2 separate regions of the Mus musculus genome follow, and region 2 is linked to region 1. A link is a contact called in public capture Hi-C data. All regions are on one chromosome and are shown on one strand. The core of a region is the stretch at or near the end of the contact, and the rest is flanking DNA. Distances in the headings are between cores, read along the strand shown.

Evidence for each region. Capture Hi-C pulls out chosen DNA fragments and counts their contacts.
Region 2: a contact with region 1 is called in a capture Hi-C map of embryonic stem cells, with 3 times the contacts expected there. The contact joins the promoter of 4933432I09Rik here to the promoter of Tssk2 in region 1. A contact is called at or near these places in 9 of 39 promoter capture datasets (the C10 cell line, the SN4741 cell line, cranial neural crest and 4 more), 2 of 15 datasets of contacts at CTCF or cohesin (embryonic stem cells and large pre-B cells), 6 of 484 Hi-C or Micro-C datasets (Sertoli cells, embryonic stem cells, nephron progenitors and 1 more), 4 of 115 datasets of contacts at active chromatin or transcription factors (embryonic forebrain, large pre-B cells, pancreatic cancer cells and 1 more) and 4 of 9 other capture datasets (embryonic stem cells, liver, macrophages and 1 more).

The regions. Positions count from the first base shown.
Region 1 is chr16:17,895,324-17,900,273 of GRCm38.p6, forward strand. It overlaps Tssk2 (testis-specific serine kinase 2), which reads left to right and starts at 3,314. Exons shown (of 1, transcript NM_009436.2): 1 at 3,314-4,701. The coding sequence starts at 3,412. The coding sequence ends at 4,488. Tssk1 (testis-specific serine kinase 1) reads left to right here. Exons shown (of 1, transcript NM_009435.2): 1 at 1-330. The coding sequence ends at 127.
Region 2 is chr16:18,210,897-18,215,492 of GRCm38.p6, forward strand. It overlaps 4933432I09Rik (RIKEN cDNA 4933432I09 gene), which reads right to left and starts at 2,967. Exons shown (of 3, transcript NR_015575.1): 1 at 2,941-2,967; 2 at 184-302; 3 at 1-7. It also overlaps a transcript of Ccdc188 not described here.

The sequences.
Region 1 (4,950 bases), core at 2,064-4,563:
TGAGTCAAAACCCCAGGAAGATACTTTGCAGGTGGTCAGGCAGTCAGAGAACGTGGGCCTCAGCAGCGAACTGAACAGGGACACAGAGGAAGGGCACCCCCAACAGCCTTCAGAGACACATACTTAGTGAGCCTCTTGCAGCCCAGGGGGCCAGCAGGGAATGAGGCAGAGCTCATGGCTTGAAGCCTGAGCCTAGAAGTCAAGGGACGAGAGAGAGAAGGAAGACACTCCCGGATGAGCTATTTTCGTCACTTTCTTCTCCCCCCCTTTGAACTTGGTAACTCACACGGCTAAAGAAGCAATAAATCACTATATTGGTGCACACCCTAAGGTGAATGTCTTTGCCCAGATCCTTGTAGTCCTGGGCTCCCCTTGTCTTCCTATTAGACTGCAAATCCTCACTCGTAGGGAAATCCATTCCTGTGCCCCAAGCCCAGACTGTATCCTTAGGCCGTGGCGAGGCAGCTACACAGTTGAGAGGCTGGTTGGGGGCATTTGGAGGGGCAGAAGCCATAGAAGAGAGCTAAATGAAGAAGATAACTTCTAGAGGGAGGCTGAGAACTGCAAAGAGGGTGGAGAGAAGGCAGGGGAGGACAGTCCAAGAAGGATGAACCTAGCTATCTGTAGAGGAAGGGCTGGAAGCAGAGAGAGCCCTGTCCTCCTTGTCTAGGAGAGCTGGCTTCCTCCATCAGGGCTCAGGGTCTAGGCAGGTGTTTCATCACTACACCAGGGCTTCAGGCTGCACAAATCTGCCTGTGAGGGGCTGGGGAGAATACAGAAGGCACACAGACCAGCCCTAGTGTACCTCCTGGGACTTGCTTAGCAGCTGGTTTTTCAGCTCTGTACAACATTGGACATGTTCTCCCTTTCCAGTTGGCACTCAGTTCTCAACTGTGCCCTAAATTGCTACATACCACCATTTCCCAGCCCAGGAGTAGGGGGCTCCACTAGCTAACCCAAGTATGTCTTACAGCCCTGTCTGTCTAGCTTTTGACTGCATCTCATTCCCCTCCAATCTCAATCAGTTCCAGAGGAGATGCCACAGCAGAGCTGGAAGCTGACCTCTGCAAAGCAAAACTGGCAGCATGTCTTAACCCTATGGGCAAGAAAGGCAGCTACTGGTATTCCAAATGGGCATGGCCTGCACCTGGCACCACTGGCTTCCATGTGCTGCCTGCCTTGCTTACGTCGTGTCCCAAGCAGTCTTCACCTTGCCATTGTGGCCCCTTTCTTCACCTCACTCTGGGCAACCTTACAGAAGATAAAGGGTTTAATACACAAAACCAAAAACATTTAGATTCATCTCAACCATGGGTCCACCTATGCCTCTTCCTTGGGAAGACACCAATGCCAAGTAACCTAGAAAAGTAGTGTTCAGTGAGTTCCTGGATGTGACCTTCTTGCACCTGCACCACATGCAGCCCACCTTTGCCCCACTGTGTACTGTCCCACCCATTGCCTCCCAGTTTTCACATCGACACCCAGGCTATATCTTCCCATGCTCAGAGAGGACTTCTGCCCATCAATGCCCCCTCATCCCTGTACCCCATGTGCCATAAGCATACTTGCCAATTCACCTCTGAAAATTGTGCCCACCCCAGGCTCAGCCAAGGGGCTTTGTCCTCCTCAGCCTTCTGGGATCAAGCTACACTCTGTAGCCTGCTTCTGTGAATTGTGCCTGCGAGAACCAAGTATCCAGGGTTCAGGCATAGTACAGACCATGAGCAACACTCAAGTGAGACTGGAGAAGTGTCACGAAGAAACTTGGATGGGGCAGAAGGCTCTAGGACATGGGGCTAGCTAGTGGGGTGTGCTGAGAAGTGTGTAGGCACCTGCCTTTTCATCTCTGTAGTCTTGCTAGGTTTGGGAGACAGAAGACACCAAGATGGCCTGAGGTTGCTTGGAATTCAAGGAGGAGACAGTTGAGACAGGAAGTGACACAAGATCTCCTGCTGTGTGCGTCACTCAGGGGCTTTAAGACTAGGACTTCAAGGTGGCCTCTATGGTATATTCTTGTTCCCCATATCATCTTTTCCCTCTTGTCCACTCTGCATCTGACTATGTCACTTCCTGTTTGATGTCTTCTGTTACACCTCCCCATCTAGAAACTGGCCTTCTTGCTTTTTCTCTAAACACAACACCTTCACATTCTGGCAACTCACTGAAAGTCTAAGACTCCCATGGGATGTGAAAATAAGCAGAGGACTTCTAAAGGAGCCAAGAGGGTGTACACAGGATGCTACCTTGCAACACATACATCCATGCACAAAACACAAGACAGTCCAACATGTGGACAGTGAGCGCTGCCACAGCACTTCATGTAGCCCTGGCTCACTTGCTCACAAAACCTCCAAGTTTGCTTCCATGGGCAATGCTAAGGGCTATCGATCCCTGGGCTATCCTGCACCAAGCCTAACACAGTCCCCTCCTCACTAACCAGGCCCAGGTTGGCTCTTCCTAACCCTCCCCTCTCCCCTTGACCCTCAGATGCTTGCTCTGGCTCGAGGCCCTGAGGTTCCACATGCATTCCAAAGCCAATTAGCTTCTCTTCCTAACAGCAACCGCCTTAAAAAGGAGTCAGGTTCTATAAGGGCTGCCCATCATTTGCAGAAAAAAGCTCATGACCTTCTTTCCTGACTTACACTTTTTACCATTCTCAGCACCTGTCTGCTTGGGTACCTCACCACCTTGTACATCTGGTTAGAGCCTCCTCATCTTCCACACCACACCCTCCCAAGCATGCACCTGCCTACCTGGACCCTCAGTACATCCCCTTGTACTACCTACCCTCCCACCCACACACACCTGTTCACCAGGGATGTGCCTCAACTGCCCACTCTGTAGCCCAAAGACCCTAAACATGGAACTGCTTTCATCCAGTAGACTGGACCCACCACTGGACTGACTGGACCTGGGCAGCTTCCACTGACTGATACAAACTCATAGGAAGTTTTCCTCAAACTCCAAAGAAATGGCAGGGACTTGGCTCTAATGAAGTGAGGGCCAACACAGGACCAGTTCCCATGGCCCAACAGGGAAACGGGGATGAGACTGGACCTGTACCGCTTCTCTCTGGGCCTCACTGGTGACAACGAAGCCACAGCAAGAAAAAGGGCCAGGGAAGGTTACCACAAGTCTGAATGCCAGCTTCATTCCAGTGGGTAGGGAGGGGGTGCTCCTTCTAGGCCTTCCTGGCTTCCATCCAGGGGTCCCATTCCCCCAAGCCCAGTCCCCACTCCCAGCAGCCCAGCTTTATGACTTCATTCGCTGGTCACTTGGTGACAGTGCTGAGCGTTCCACTCCAGGCCCAGCCTAGCCAGACGCCTCCCCACAGTGGGAATGAGGACAATGCCTGCTGGCCCGTGTGGGGAGGGGATGTAGAGGGCGGCGGCACCGGCCGCTCCTGGCAGCATGGACGATGCGGCGGTCCTAAGGAAGAAGGGTTACATCGTGGGAATCAATCTGGGCAAGGGCTCCTACGCAAAAGTCAAATCTGCCTACTCAGAGCGCCTCAAGTTCAATGTGGCAGTCAAGATCATAGACCGCAAGAAAACACCCACTGACTTTGTGGAGAGATTCCTTCCTAGGGAGATGGACATCCTGGCGACCGTCAACCACCGTTCCATCATTAAGACCTACGAGATCTTTGAGACCTCTGATGGACGCATCTACATTGTCATGGAGCTGGGCGTCCAGGGCGACCTCCTCGAGTTCATCAAGTGCCGAGGAGCCCTGCATGAGGATGTGGCACGCAAGATGTTCCGCCAGCTCTCCTCAGCCGTCAAGTACTGCCACGACCTGGATGTCGTCCACCGAGACCTCAAATGTGAGAACCTTCTGCTTGACAAGGACTTCAACATCAAACTGTCTGACTTCGGCTTCTCCAAGCGCTGCCTGCGGGACGGGAGTGGGCGCATCGTCCTCAGCAAAACCTTCTGTGGGTCAGCAGCTTATGCAGCCCCCGAGGTGCTGCAGGGCATCCCCTACCAGCCCAAGGTGTATGACATCTGGAGCCTGGGTGTGATTCTCTACATCATGGTCTGTGGCTCCATGCCCTACGATGACTCTGACATCAAAAAGATGCTGCGCATCCAGAAGGAGCACCGAGTGGACTTCCCACGCTCCAAGAACCTAACTGGTGAGTGCAAGGACCTCATCTACCGCATCCTACAGCCAGATGTCAACCGGCGGCTGCACATTGATGAGATCCTTAGCCACTCATGGCTACAGCCCCCCAAGCCCAAAGCCATGTCTTCTGCCTCCTTCAAGAGGGAGGGGGAAGGCAAGTATCGAGCTGATTGCAAGTTGGATACTCGACCAGGCTCCAGACCCGAACACCGGCCTGACCACAAGCTGGCGACCAAACCCCAGCAACGGATGCTGGTGACACCCGAGAATGAAGACAGGATGGAAGACAGGCTGGCTGAGACTTCCAGAGCTAAAGACCATCACATTTCTGGAGCTGAGGTGGAGAAAGCAAGTACCTAGTGGTGGAGAGGGCCCTGGGGGTATCGTGGTGTGCAGTCTGCACCCACATAAGCTAAGTAGGCAGGTAGGAGCTGAAGAAGGCACAGGTGCAAGGAACAAGTAAAATTCGTCAATTAAACCACTATTTTGATTACGTTCTATTAGCTTTCTTCCACTTAGTAGCAAAGCCATTAATTACTGACCACCAAATAAACCACAAAGTGTATACAAGTATTGAGAGTGCCCAGTGGGGAGTCTTTTTCTCTAGGACTCATCCAGCGCGGGGATCTCCAGCATAGGGGTTCAGGAACCTGCACTCAGACAAAGGCAGTCAGTGAGGTCTGCCTCTATCACATCCTTTTGCTAGGCTCACACTTGGCCTTTCTTCTATCCCCAAGGCCTCCAGCACTGGACAGCTCCATGCCTCTCTCCTATCTTATGCAATACAAGCCACCCCACCCCTGTCTTGTTCTTACACAGTGG
Region 2 (4,596 bases), core at 1,717-4,216, 320 kb after region 1:
GCACCGTCTGGTGGAAGAGATGGGAAGTGCAATAGGGAGTTACCATATGGGCAGCATTCTGAGGAGCCGGGTGTACCACGCCAGCAAATGTCCGACACGCCACCCCCCCCCCCAGCTCCCCATCGCCCTCTCTTTACTCAGGACTTCCTCATCTTGACAAAGCTCTGTCATCCAAAGACTCACCTGGAGGCTCTGAAGGAGTCTTATGACAGCGTGCATCCTGTCCACTTCCTGTCACTGACACTACACTGGGATGAGGATCCATGGCAGCACCACATCATAGCACACAGATAGACTAGAGTCTGTGGATGAGAGGGACATTCTACTTGGGTATGAAGACGGGCTTATCTTACACTCCCACTCCATCCCAGAAGGGCACAGCCCAGACTGTTGGCCCTGCCCTATGGATTGGGGTTGAACCTTGCCCAGAGCCTGAAGACATCAACCAAGCCCTAGTCACCTGGGCTGAGAGGGCCAAGGCTGAAAGTTCTGATAAAATGCAGGAAAATGTCAGGCTAGGCTCGGGGCTCTACACTAGACCTTCTCCTTCTCCAATGTGTCGAAGACCTGGTATTACAGCAGTCACACATGCTGGCTGGGACCATCCTGCCTGCCCTGATCACATAGCTCTGGGACTCCCTATCCTACTGGTGAGTGCCTGTGACAGACGTGGGTCAATCCAGAGCTGCCCATAGGACAGATGGAATACCGCTGTACAGTGCTGGGAAAGTCTAGGATAATTTGCTTCAAACTAAGCTTTCCTCCCAGAGCTTTGACCTCTGGAGTTGAGAATTCCCAGAAGACCTCAAGGACCCAGCCCACCTAGTGCCCTCTTTGCGGGGATAAGACACAGAGACAGGATCTCACTGTGCTAAGCAATAAAAAAAGGAGCGCCCTCAAACCAGTGAGAGCTGTGACCACATGGCTACCCGTCATGGAAACCACAGATCCAAGTGGGGGTGGATGCTTTGTGTCTGATCTGTCCGTGGCACAAGTTTCTGCCTGGCAGACTCTTCAATTTCTTCCTAGCCTGTCGACCCTGGGTGCTGGCTCCCACCCAAGTATCTGTGCCTGGTGCAGGGTTGAGGCACCATCTGGTGGCAAGTCTGGGAACTGCAGTCTACTCCTGCTCTGCCTGCCATCAGCATCGAAGCCAGGAGCCAGCTTTTGGCAGCTTAAAGTGATCTCTCTCATTTGTTCACAGTCCCACTTTAACCTGAGGGTCTTTATGTCATCAGGATACAGAAATAGGCCTTTGGAGTTTATAGCCTGGCACTGTTGCCTGCGCTGACAGGTAGGCCAGTATCTATCAAGAGTGGGGTCAGATAGAATACAACAGGAAAGATAAGAACCCAGGTTCTAGCCCCAGTAAGGTGAACTGGTACTGACCGCCAGGCAGCCCATTCATGCTGACTTTCTGGACACCACTGTCCATCTGGAAGTAACAAGAGACGAGATCTGACTCCTAAGAAAGGAGAGGGTCCTCAGCTTGGGCAGGGGTGCTTACGCTCAGCAGCCTAGTGGAGCACAGCATGGCGGTCAGCAGGCCACCTCCCAGTACAAGGCCTCAGAGCCCCCGACATCCTGAAATGATGGCTGTCTACTGGGACTGTGTCTTTCACAAGGGTTGTCTTTAGCACTCTTACTGTCTTTCTGACTGTTAAAGTTAAAAATACGAGTGGCCAAGAGCACTGACCGCTCTTCCAGAGGCCATGACTTCAAATCCCAGCAACCACACAGTGGCTCACAACCATCTCCAATGGGATCCAGTGCCCTCTTCTGGTGTGTCTAAAGACAGCTACAGTGTACTCACATAAAATAGATAAATCATTTTTTAAAAAAAATATGAGCAGTGGCTTCCAGAGAGTGACCACAGAAGAGAGGAGCAAACAGCCTGTCACCACATACATTCTAGGAGCAGAAAGTCCATGTCCAGTACTGAGCGCCCCATGGGTGTGCCTTTCCTCCAAGAGCTTCAACCTCTGGAGCTGGGAATTCCTAGAAGACCTCAAGGACCCAGCCCACCTAGTGCCCTCTTTGTGGGGATAAGACATGGAGACAGGATTTTACTGTGCATCCTAGGTTGGCCTCAAACTCATGGCAATCCTCCTGCTCTAGCCTTACAAAATCCTGATACACACAAGCATGAAGTAGCATGCCTAGCTCTGAGACCTTCTTTTGCCCACACCATGGTCTCAGGACCCTGCTTGCTCTGCACTCCCCACTCCCTGCAGACTGGAGAAGGCCGAGAAGGTCACACAGCTCTCAGAAACTCATGTCTACTTTGCCAGGAACAGAGAGGCCTAGCAGCCCCTACCTTCTGGCCCTGGGGTGACTTCATCACACAGACCACTTCATCCCTCATCTGCCCCTCTGCCACCTGGAAGGTCACAGGCTGTGACTCAGAGCCAAGTGTCATCTTGCCTCTCTAACAGAGCAAAGGAGAGTTCATGCCTAGGCCATACCCTAGGTCCTGGGTAGGAGATGAAAGGACTGGGCAGAGTCCTGGATGACAGGGTAATAATCCCAAGGCCACTCCAGGAATGCCTGTGAAACCCCAGACACATTCATCCAGGTTCTGTAGGATCCTCTAGTCCTACGCAGGGTGCTTTGGGGCTGCAAGTGGAGAACAGACTAGGTGGGTAAGGGCCAGAAGCCCAGGTTAAAAATACAGAAATGAGAATCTCTCATGGGTGTGGCTGGCTCTATGACTCTGAGTTCTACTCAGGCCCTGTAATGAGCATGGGTCATTGAGTGTCAAGGCCATAGTAAGGAGAGTAGAATCTGCCCATTTAGCCCCTGACTTCATCTCAGGCCAGCTGTAGGCAAGCGGCTCTGGATAACATAGCCTGTCCTCTCTCCTCTCCTCAGCATCCCCTAGGCACCAGCCGGGCTGGGGGGAAGGGTGGTGTGAGTGTGTCTGGATAGCTAGCCCCTTACCACCACTTCAGGCTCCTCAAGGCCATCTGGGTGTCATGGCAACATGGGCAGGAAGCGGCTGCCATGGCAACTGGTGTCCAGGGAAATGCGCTGCCTAGCAACAGGGGCTAGGGCCACTCTAGCTCCTCACAGCACACTCTAGTGTCCCACACTCTCTGTGTGTCTTCGAGTCTGCATCATCCTAGCACTCCCACCCAGTGCAGCCTCGGGGCTCCACACAGACCCTCACCCAACCCAACACACCAATCTGTAGGGTATTTAACATGCTAGCACAGCTCATGCTCATGCGGAACCAGCTACACGGCAGACCTGGGGCTCTTCTCTCCTACTAGACTCCCTCACCTCTCAGGACTCTCTGGAGATCAAGAGCATACAAGGACCGTGGAAAAGGGGGAGGCGTCTTCGGGGCTGTCTGAAAGAAACCAGCCTTCCAGATAGGGCACAGCCCAACAAAGGTAAGGTGATCAGAGAACATTGGGTTTCGGGTTAAGGTAGGCACCTAAGGTCTCAGAACATATGAGCACCTGAAGTGCCCTCAGTCCTTCCACGGCTGCTCAGTAACTGTAGCCCACGCTGAGCACTTGGAGCTGTGACCTGAGGATCCTAGCCTGCAGCCTTTGTGTGGTACTAACAGGACAGCATCCTGAGTATCTACTGGGCCCTTACCAAGTCTGGAGACTCAGAATATAGAACAAAGACACCACGACCACCACTGTCAGCTACTCAGGGCCTTTGCTGAAGCCACCCCATTCCAAAGCCATCCAAGGGCCTTCCTGGGCTCCCACCTCTGAGATCATCATATCCTGGTAACCATGAAACCCCAGAAAGAAACCAACAGGCAGAGGGCTTAGAAGCCCCTCCAGGGACCAGAGTGGGCAGCTTCTGAGTGCCGTAGGGCATGCTGGGGCAATTCCAGGCCTCTCCTCTAGTGTGACTGCCAGCCTCAGTCTGTACTGAGTGTAGAGATGCATCCCATACTGGAAAAATGCAGGACTCCAGCTTGTGTGCCAGCTGGGCCCCACCGGAGCTCTCATTGTAGCGCACACCAGCTCCTCCGCCACAGGTTTCAGTGGCCCCTGATGGGTATTCATTCCAGGTCTGCAAGACAACAGGAGACCGGCCGTTAGTCTGTAAGGGACTTCAGCAAACTGAAAGCGGGACTCAGCTAACTCGGGATACAAGTGGCTGGGAAGCAGGAACTGGCTGCAGACAAGCTTGGACTCCAGTACTGATTATGGCAGCTGTCAACAGAATTCCTTGGCAAACTCCCTAGGTCTCATCATTCCAGATACCAGAGCTGGAGCAGTGATATGCATGGCAAGAGGCCCTCCTGCTTCAACCTGGACCTCCCTATGGTTTAACAGAAAAAAAAAATACCTTTTAGCTTTCTGAACTCCTTCATAAACAGAGATAGAAAAAAAAAAACCCCAAACAGGTTTTTATTTGAAGAGTATCTGCTGGGAAGTGATCAAGAATAAAGGAAAACAGAACCAAAGAACCATAAGGGGAAAAGAAAAAGTCGTCATCAAAAGGTCTTGTCCTTCTCCAAAACCGCTGCATCCTAAAAAAAAAAAAAGAACAGGGTACCTTGAAAAGGAAGAGGCACTGAGGGGCTCACAGTGACCTCCAGCGATGAAAAAGTATGACCAGTGAGAT